2 separate regions of the Mus musculus genome follow, and region 1 is linked to region 2. Evidence: chromatin contacts called from public HiChIP or PLAC-seq data. All regions are on one chromosome and are shown on one strand. Each heading gives the region's core, a stretch centred on a gene start, on an enhancer-like site or on the middle of the called end of the contact. The rest is flanking DNA. Distances are from core to core; before and after follow the strand shown. Region 1 overlaps Vwa3b (von Willebrand factor A domain containing 3B). Region 2 overlaps Zap70 (zeta-chain (TCR) associated protein kinase).

Region 1 (3,934 bases), core at 1,135-3,634, 270 kb after region 2:
ATTCTGTACCAATGTAAGAAATGATAACTTCAATTTTGCACCAATTATAAAGATTTCTACCAATGTAAGATTATGGCTCCACAATGCTTTGTATTGATTTGCTTAGCAATCCATTCCATATATCTAATTTCTTTTAAAAAATGTATTTGTTTGTTTATTTTATATGAGAACACTGTAGCTGTCTTCAGACACACCAGAAGAGGGCATCAGATCTCATTGCGGGTGGTTGTGAGCCACCATGTGGTTGCTGGGAACTCAGGACCCTGGAAGAACAATCAGTACTCTTAACTGCTGAGCCATCTCTCCAGCTCCCTAATTTCTTATAATTTTGCTCCATCCCCCTTTGTCCCTTCAGTCCCCTTCCTTTTACCTAGGAAAGAAAGGACAGAGAAGAGGAAAGGAAAGACAGAAATCCCTAAGTTTAAGCTCTTTATTTAGTTTCCTCCCTGTTCAAAATTAAGAACTTTTCCAAATTATCCCTTAACTTGAATGATGTCGTCATCATTCTAAAGATGTCTCTGAGAAGTCTTACCTCGTCTTCTTCCACCATCACAGCTCATCCTCAGAGGCTCTGTGGTCTCTGACAGATCCATGAAGGGCTGGACATGCACTTAGGGAATGCTGTATTCCTGTCCAGTTTGGATTGGCCCTGACACACAGAGGGTGCCAGGTAGACTATGTACCTAAATGTTTGCACAGCTGAGCAAACAATCCAGTAGTCCTGTGACAGAGAACCTAGTGTGCATTTCAGCTGGCTGCTGAGTGTCCACAAACCTACCCCTCTCAAGCCCGGGCCAAATCTTGTGATGCTGACGTCACGCTGACGTCATGCTTGGGTCCTCTGGATCGATTACGCACTCAGTTCATTTCACCTGAGCAGTAGGTAGTCCCTAAGTTGAATTTTTATACTTATTCATTATGCTTGGCTAATTAAAAAACAAGAACAACATTTCCTCTTGAAACTTTGATTTGTATGTGTGTGGTGTGGTGTGCATGTGTAGTGTTCATGCTCGTGTGGGGTCGGTCAGGTGTGCTTACGTGTGTGCGTGTGGACGCCCATATTTTTGGTTTATTGAGATGACCTCATATGCATTTAACCCAGGCTGGCTTTGAACTCCTCATCCTCCTGCTTCTACTTCCCAGGTATTGGGATTAAAATGGTGACTAACATGCGTGCCCATTTTTTCCCCCCAAGTTATGTAAATTAAGTCCAAACCTTCAGTAAGACTCGAGGTGTTAAGCACGGTTTTTATTTATTTATTTATTTATTTATTTGCTTATTTATTTATTTATTATTATTTTATTTTATTTTTTCGAGACAGGGTTTCTCTGTATAGCCCTGGCTGTCCTGGAACCTACTTTGTAGACCAGGCTAGCCTCGAACTCAGAAACCCACCGGCCTCTGCCTCCCAAGTGCTGGATTAAAGGCGTGTGCCACCACCACCTGGCAGCACGGTTTTCATGCTGTGATTTTGAACTTTGCCTCAATTGTTCTAGCTAAAAGAAGCAGGAAATGAACTCCACCCCACCCCACATGATTTCCAAGACTTCTGCATGTCATAAGCACTTATGTTTATCATAGTTCCTGAGAGACCTTATGACTTAGGACAGAATACAAAGCATTACAAATTATTGAGGAAAATGTTTAAAAACAAGAGAGTCTTTGCTGATACGCCGTTTTGATTGTCTTTATACAAATACAGATTATGTGACTTCTTTGAGGAGACTCGTGGCTTCTCGGTATGCTGATGGCCTGTTCCCACAGATCTACACAGCAGAAGATGGCAGACTATACAACGTGAGTCACAGGTCCCTCAGTCCCACGGAAAGAGGCTGCGGCCACATTAAGATCTCAGGGGCTAAGTGGTGGAGATACACGCCTTTAATTCCAGCACTCAGGAGGCAGAGGCAGGGGAATCTCTAAGTTCGAGGCCAGCTTGGTGTACAGAGTAAGTTCCAGGACAGCTAAGGCTACAAAGAGAAACCCTGTCTTGAAAAAGAAAAAGAAACAAATAAACAAACAAACCCTCCACCAAGAAACAACAAAAGATCCCAGGGGCCAGAGGGATTCCCATTTCCTGTTTTCTTTGGGCAGTGGCTTAACGATGAAGTTATTGAGCAGCTGGGGAAGGAAGCCCAGAGCCTGAAAGAGAAGAGTACCGAGAGCTCTCGCTCAGAAGAAAACCCTTTATGTACTGTATTTTGAAAATGACGGTGAAAAAAAGTCAGTATGAGAGTAATCTCCAGAGTCACCCAAGAGACAAATGGAGGCTGTTCTTACCTGCCGGAGCCAGATTGGACGAGGGGCCAGCGCTGGCAGGCGGAGAGCTCACTCACGTCAGGCTAGGACCCACAACTGAAGTCTGAAGTCTTGTTGGAGACACACCTCTGAGAGCCACTGGGACTATTATTTCCTTGGAATCTGTAGGAGGCGCTCCCAGGAGCCCTGTGTTAGTCAAGATTGTCTAAAGAAAGAGGATTAGTAGAAAGAACATATCTATTGAAAGGGGATTTATTACAGTGGCTCACAAACTGTGCTTCAGCTAGCCCAACAATGACTACCTCCCGTTGGAAAGGCCAAGAATTCCTAGTAGTTCAGCCCAGGAGACTGGGTGCCCAGGTCTGGTGCTAGAGTATCGGAGGATTCCTAGAGGATGCTGGTCTTCAGCCTACATTGTACCCCTGAAGGAGTAGGCGCTAACACCAGCAAAGGAATGCCTCAGCAACAGGGTAATGAACTTGCCAGTGAGAGTGAGGGCAAGCAAGCAAAAAGAAAAAGCTTCCTTCTTTATGTCCATTCATGTGGGCTGCCTCCAGAAGGTGTGGCCCAGATTTAGGGCGGGTCTTCCCATCTCAAAGGATCCAATCAAGAAAATCCCTCACAGGAATGCTAAGGGACTTGTTTTCAGCTGATTTCAGAAGTGGTCAAGTAGACAACTAGTATCCATCACAATCCTCAACAGATACTTGGCAGAACACAGCATTTGCATTAAAACCCATTCAATTCTATATGTTATCGCTAGATGATTTATAATACCCAACACAGTATAAATGCTGTGTGAATACATCTTATATCATATTGGATAGGAAATAATAACAATAAATAACCTGTTCATAGTCAGTATCCATGCAGTTCATTTTTAGATATTTTCTACCCTAGGTTGGTTGAATTTGAGAATATAGGCCCTGTGGATAGAGAGGGCCGACTGTTTTTAATAATTTAAAATTGGACCTCTGGGTTTGGTGAACTAGAACTGTTTTAAACTGGTCCACATTAAAATCACCACAGAGCAGAGGTGTCTTTGCCCACATAAACCCACCGCCACACCCCCTGAGATCTTTCTGTGACTTTTCCTAGGTCTACAGGAATGGGAACAACCACCTGCTTAACCCCAGAAAGGGTCCGTTGAATCTAGCCCACGGAACCAGAGTTTATAGGGTTTACTCAAAAGGGTACAAGGGACTCAATGGCAATTGCATCATTGGGAAAAAGCCGCACAACACAGTTTCATGCCAAGGGCCCTGAAAGCTGAGGTCTTCAGAGAAGCCATGAGGTATGGCAGGGGCTGGGGCATGGCTCAGTGGACAAGCACTTGTTGAGCATGCGCAAAGTCCCAGGTTCCATCCCTGGCGCCACGATGCTGCAGAGAAATGGTGCTGGCCTTTGAGGAGTAGACAAGAATATAGACGCACGGCCTTTTCGTTCTTCTTGTCTGCTGTCTACCTCTTTGCATTCTAAAAGGCCTTTCGATTGTGCCAGGTGTGCTTAAAGGATGTGTACATAACAAGAAGTTGCCCACAAGTCTTTGTCACCTTTAGGAATGTCCCCAAAAGTATCAGTGGCGGCTATGAGTAACTGGGTGACCCAGGCACAGGGGAGGTTGGCATAGGAGAGAGGGCAGAGTGACAAAAGTTACAGTCACTAGGATGAGCC
Region 2 (3,813 bases), core at 526-3,025:
CTGTGTGGTTCTCCTTGACGGAGCAGATACAATAAATCTTAATGCACACTGAAATTTGATTAATTCAGACACTGGTGTAACCCAAGCTTGAACAAGATACAGGATACTAGCAGCCTTCCAGGGAGTTCAGGGTAGACAATTTAAAATCACTTGCCTATCATATTATCTGTCTATCTGTCTGCCTGTTTGTTCATCTATCTACCTCAGATCTGTCTAGCATGTATGTATCAATATACCATATATTTATCTCAGATCTATCATCTATGTCTGTCTATCTATCTGTCTGTCTCAGATTTGTCTATCATCTATGTTTCTATGTATCTATATACCTATCTATCATTCTTAGATCTATTATCTATGTGTCTGTCTATCTGTCCATCTGTCCATCCATCCACTCATTTATCCATCCATTTACCCCAAGCTGACCTTAAATTCATGTGACCCTCCTGCCTCAGCCTCTCAAACGCTGGGGTAGCATACTCGGGCCACCATGCTTTTCTGTCTCTTCTCCCTAACCACAAACCCCATTTCGTCCTCATGGTTGCATCAGACTTAACATTAGAGTAAAATCCTGACTTTTAACAATCTGTCTATGGATGGATAGTCAGATTAGCTCTTACTTTCTGAAGCTGGTTCTGGCAGGCAGAGGGGTGGGGACAAAGGGAATTACAGGAGACCAAGGGCATCCTCTGGGAAGCAGGGAAGACTGGGGCCAGGTTCCCTGCTGAGCAGTTAGTTAGCCTTGCTCTGCCTTACACTCTCCCCTCCTGTTTTTGTTTTGTTTTATTTTTTCAAGACAGGGTTTCTCTGTGTAGCCTTGGTTGTCCTGGATCTTGCTCTGTAGATCAGGCTGTCCTTGAACTCACAGATCTACCTGCCTCTGCCTGCCAAATGCTGGGATTAAAGGCGTGGGCCAACACCGTCCAGCTTCCCCTATAAGTTTTTTTTTTTTTTTTTTTTTTTTTTTTTTTTGAGATGGTTCCACCTTATCCTCATGCTCTGAGCTAGAGGGGGAGGCCCTTCTAGCCATGGTAACCTCATTCTCTCATATCATTCTTTAAAACCCAGACTTCAATCTATAATGGTAATGGTCACGCCTATCACACTATTGACCGCCACCTCCCGTGTGTGTGTGGCCTTCGAAAGGGAAGGGAATGACATATCTTTGGAAACTGAAGGGTCAGTTCAGACCTGGGGACCTTCGGGGTGTCTGGATGTTGTGCACAGGTCCCCAAAAAGTCAGAAGTGGGTTTCAGAAGTGGGTGCCAGGACAGGGTAGCTCCTCTCTGGAACTGACTCCCGTGCAAAGATGAGGCACCATGATGGCCCTGAAACGCCTTTGCACCCACAGGGTCCAGCGATGCCCGATCCCGCGGCGCACCTGCCATTCTTCTATGGCAGCATCTCGCGGGCTGAGGCCGAGGAGCACCTGAAGCTGGCAGGCATGGCCGACGGGCTGTTCCTCCTGCGCCAGTGTTTGCGCTCCCTGGGCGGCTACGTGCTGTCGTTGGTGCACGACGTGCGCTTCCACCATTTCCCCATCGAGCGCCAACTCAACGGCACGTACGCCATCGCGGGCGGGAAGGCGCACTGCGGCCCGGCCGAGCTCTGCCAGTTCTACTCTCAGGACCCCGACGGGCTGCCCTGCAACCTGCGTAAGCCGTGTAACCGGCCGCCCGGACTGGAGCCACAGCCCGGGGTCTTCGACTGCCTGCGTGATGCTATGGTGCGCGACTACGTGCGCCAGACCTGGAAGCTGGAGGTGAGGGCGTGGTCAGAGGGGGAGTGGGCGAGGCATGGAGGCTGATGCTGTGTCTTCATTGGCTTGCAAGATGCTCTGAGGCCTGGGATTTGGAAGTGACAGAATGCTGAGGCCCTAGTTGAGCCCATGACCTGGAAGGAGGACTTGCAGGTCCAGGCTTGCGCAGCCTGAATGATGCTGTGGTGCTTCACCATCTATGATGCGCCTGAAGGTGCCAGAGAGGACCATGAAGGGCAGGCCTGTGGCCTACAGAAGGATGGCAGACAGAGACTATAGGCTGTAGTCCTCAGCATGTGCTATGCTTGAGCAGGAAATTGTGTAGGACCTTGAAGCTGATGAGCTTCAAGCTGGCCTAGAAGGTGAAGCCTAGGCACGGTGCCTCCCTGGGTGGATTAGGAAGGAGACCTTAGAGCTGACAGAGGTTCCTCCAACAGCTTTCAGACACACTCTAGGGATGCCTAGGTGGGTGGGTTCCTCTTACGGAACAGGTGTTCTGGAAAGTACAGAGCAAGCAAGTGGGTTCTGGTGGCTGGCCACTTGGCCACTCCCATAACGCTCCTCTTTCCTCCTCCTCAGGGCGATGCACTAGAGCAGGCCATCATCAGCCAGGCCCCACAGGTGGAGAAGCTCATTGCTACCACAGCCCACGAGCGAATGCCCTGGTATCACAGCAGCCTGACTCGTGAGGAGGCCGAGCGCAAACTCTATTCCGGCCAGCAGACCGACGGCAAGTTCCTGTATGTGGGGCATGGGAGTGCAGTTGATGAGGGGCCAGGGCTTATTGGTTGAAATCCTGGGGGCCAGGTGGGCAGGCAGACCTGAGTGTGCACGTGGGCTCGAAGAGCAAATATGTCTGTGTGCACATGCGCAGAGGTACTTTGATACGGTAAAGTCCTTACAGTGAACTGGAAGGACTCCAGAGCTGGAGTCACCTGCATTGAGCCTAGCTTTTTGCTGCCTGTAGGCTACGGGCTGGGTAGCAGGCAATGGTATGGATTAGACAGGGAGGATGTTGAAGGAATCTATTCTATAGATGCCAGCAGTGTCTGCCTGAGACCTGTGTAAAGAATCTCAGGAATCAATGTGTGTAGAGCAGTAGCGTAGGCAAGTTAGATATGAGCCCTTGTGTTCCTGCGCGATGCTATGGTGTGTGACTATGTGCGCCAGACCTGGAAGCTGGAGGTGAGGGCGTGGTCAGAGGGGGCGTGGGTGGGGCATGGAGGCTGATGCTGTGTCTGTGTGTCTGAGCCATGGCAGGGGTCATTCATGAGTTTCTTACAGTCAGAGTCTGAAGCTCTTTTTTTTTTTTTAGAAGCCTGCTGAACATTCAAAAGCCAGGGCCAGGTGCTACTTCCTTGCTTGGGTGTGGGTGTTTTAAGTATAAATGTTATTCAGATATCAGCCAGTCACTAGGCATCCAGATAGGAGAGTTGGTGCCTGCCTCTCTCTGTGACCCCAGAAAGCCCAGTGTTTATATCAAGTAGCCTGGGGGACAGTCCCTAGGGCCTCTCTGCGATGAATCATTGCTCCGCCTCCTCCCCCAGGGCTGTTCCCTTTCCCAGGATCTGCTTGAAGAACTAACCCTTGACCCTCAATGTGGTCTGTGCTGAGAGCCTGCAGGTCTCCCCAGAGATAGCATTCTCTCCTGGACTTTGCTGTCAGTGGAAAGGGAAGAGTGTGTATAATACCAGACTGGAGAGAGGGATCAGCGGTTCCCAGCACCTGCGGCACGGCTTACATTCACCTGTAACCACAGCCCCCCTCCCCCTGCACTCACAGGCACATACCCCACTTCCCATACATACAATTAAAAATAATAGCTGGGCAGTGGTGGTGGCACACGCCTTTAATCCCAGCACTTGGGAGGCAGAGGCAGGCGGATTTCTGAGTTCAAGGCCAGCCTGGTCTTCAGAGTGAGTTCCAGGACAGCCAGGGCTACACAGAGAAACTCTGTCTCGAAAACAAAACAAAACAAAACAAAAATGGTAAAGTGGATCTGGGGGAGAGGGGAGATATGGTGGGATGGAAATGGGGGGAATGAAGAGGGGGAA

The links. HiChIP or PLAC-seq counts read pairs in DNA pulled down with a chosen protein or histone mark.
Region 1: a contact with region 2 is called in an H3K27ac HiChIP or PLAC-seq map of embryonic stem cells, with 5 read pairs. The contact joins two enhancer-like sites. A contact is called at or near these places in 1 of 484 Hi-C or Micro-C datasets (CD4 T cells), 4 of 115 datasets of contacts at active chromatin or transcription factors (embryonic stem cells, large pre-B cells and memory CD8 T cells) and 3 of 9 other capture datasets (liver, macrophages and pancreatic islet).

What each region holds. Positions count from the first base shown.
Region 1 is chr1:37,040,592-37,044,525 of GRCm38.p6, forward strand. Vwa3b (von Willebrand factor A domain containing 3B) reads left to right here. Exons shown (of 28, transcript NM_001370828.1): 3 at 1,704-1,798. Gm39626 (a long non-coding RNA gene) reads right to left here. Exons shown (of 3, transcript XR_865352.2): 2 at 2,282-2,465; 3 at 1,976-2,143. Among named protein-coding and RNA genes, the nearest start is that of Gm39626, 3.8 kb to the right of the region's middle. Within about 2 kb of position 2,385, at least 26 of the 459 cell types and tissues checked have an H3K27ac peak or open chromatin away from gene starts, as enhancers often do. A contact at or near this core is called in embryonic stem cells, where this site is marked.
Region 2 is chr1:36,769,451-36,773,263 of GRCm38.p6, forward strand. Zap70 (zeta-chain (TCR) associated protein kinase) reads left to right here. Exons shown (of 13, transcript NM_009539.3): 2 at 1,352-1,762; 3 at 2,339-2,499. The coding sequence starts at 1,361. Among named protein-coding and RNA genes, the nearest start is that of Zap70, 9.6 kb to the left of the region's middle. Within about 2 kb of position 1,776, at least 32 of the 459 cell types and tissues checked have an H3K27ac peak or open chromatin away from gene starts, as enhancers often do. A contact at or near this core is called in embryonic stem cells, where this site is marked.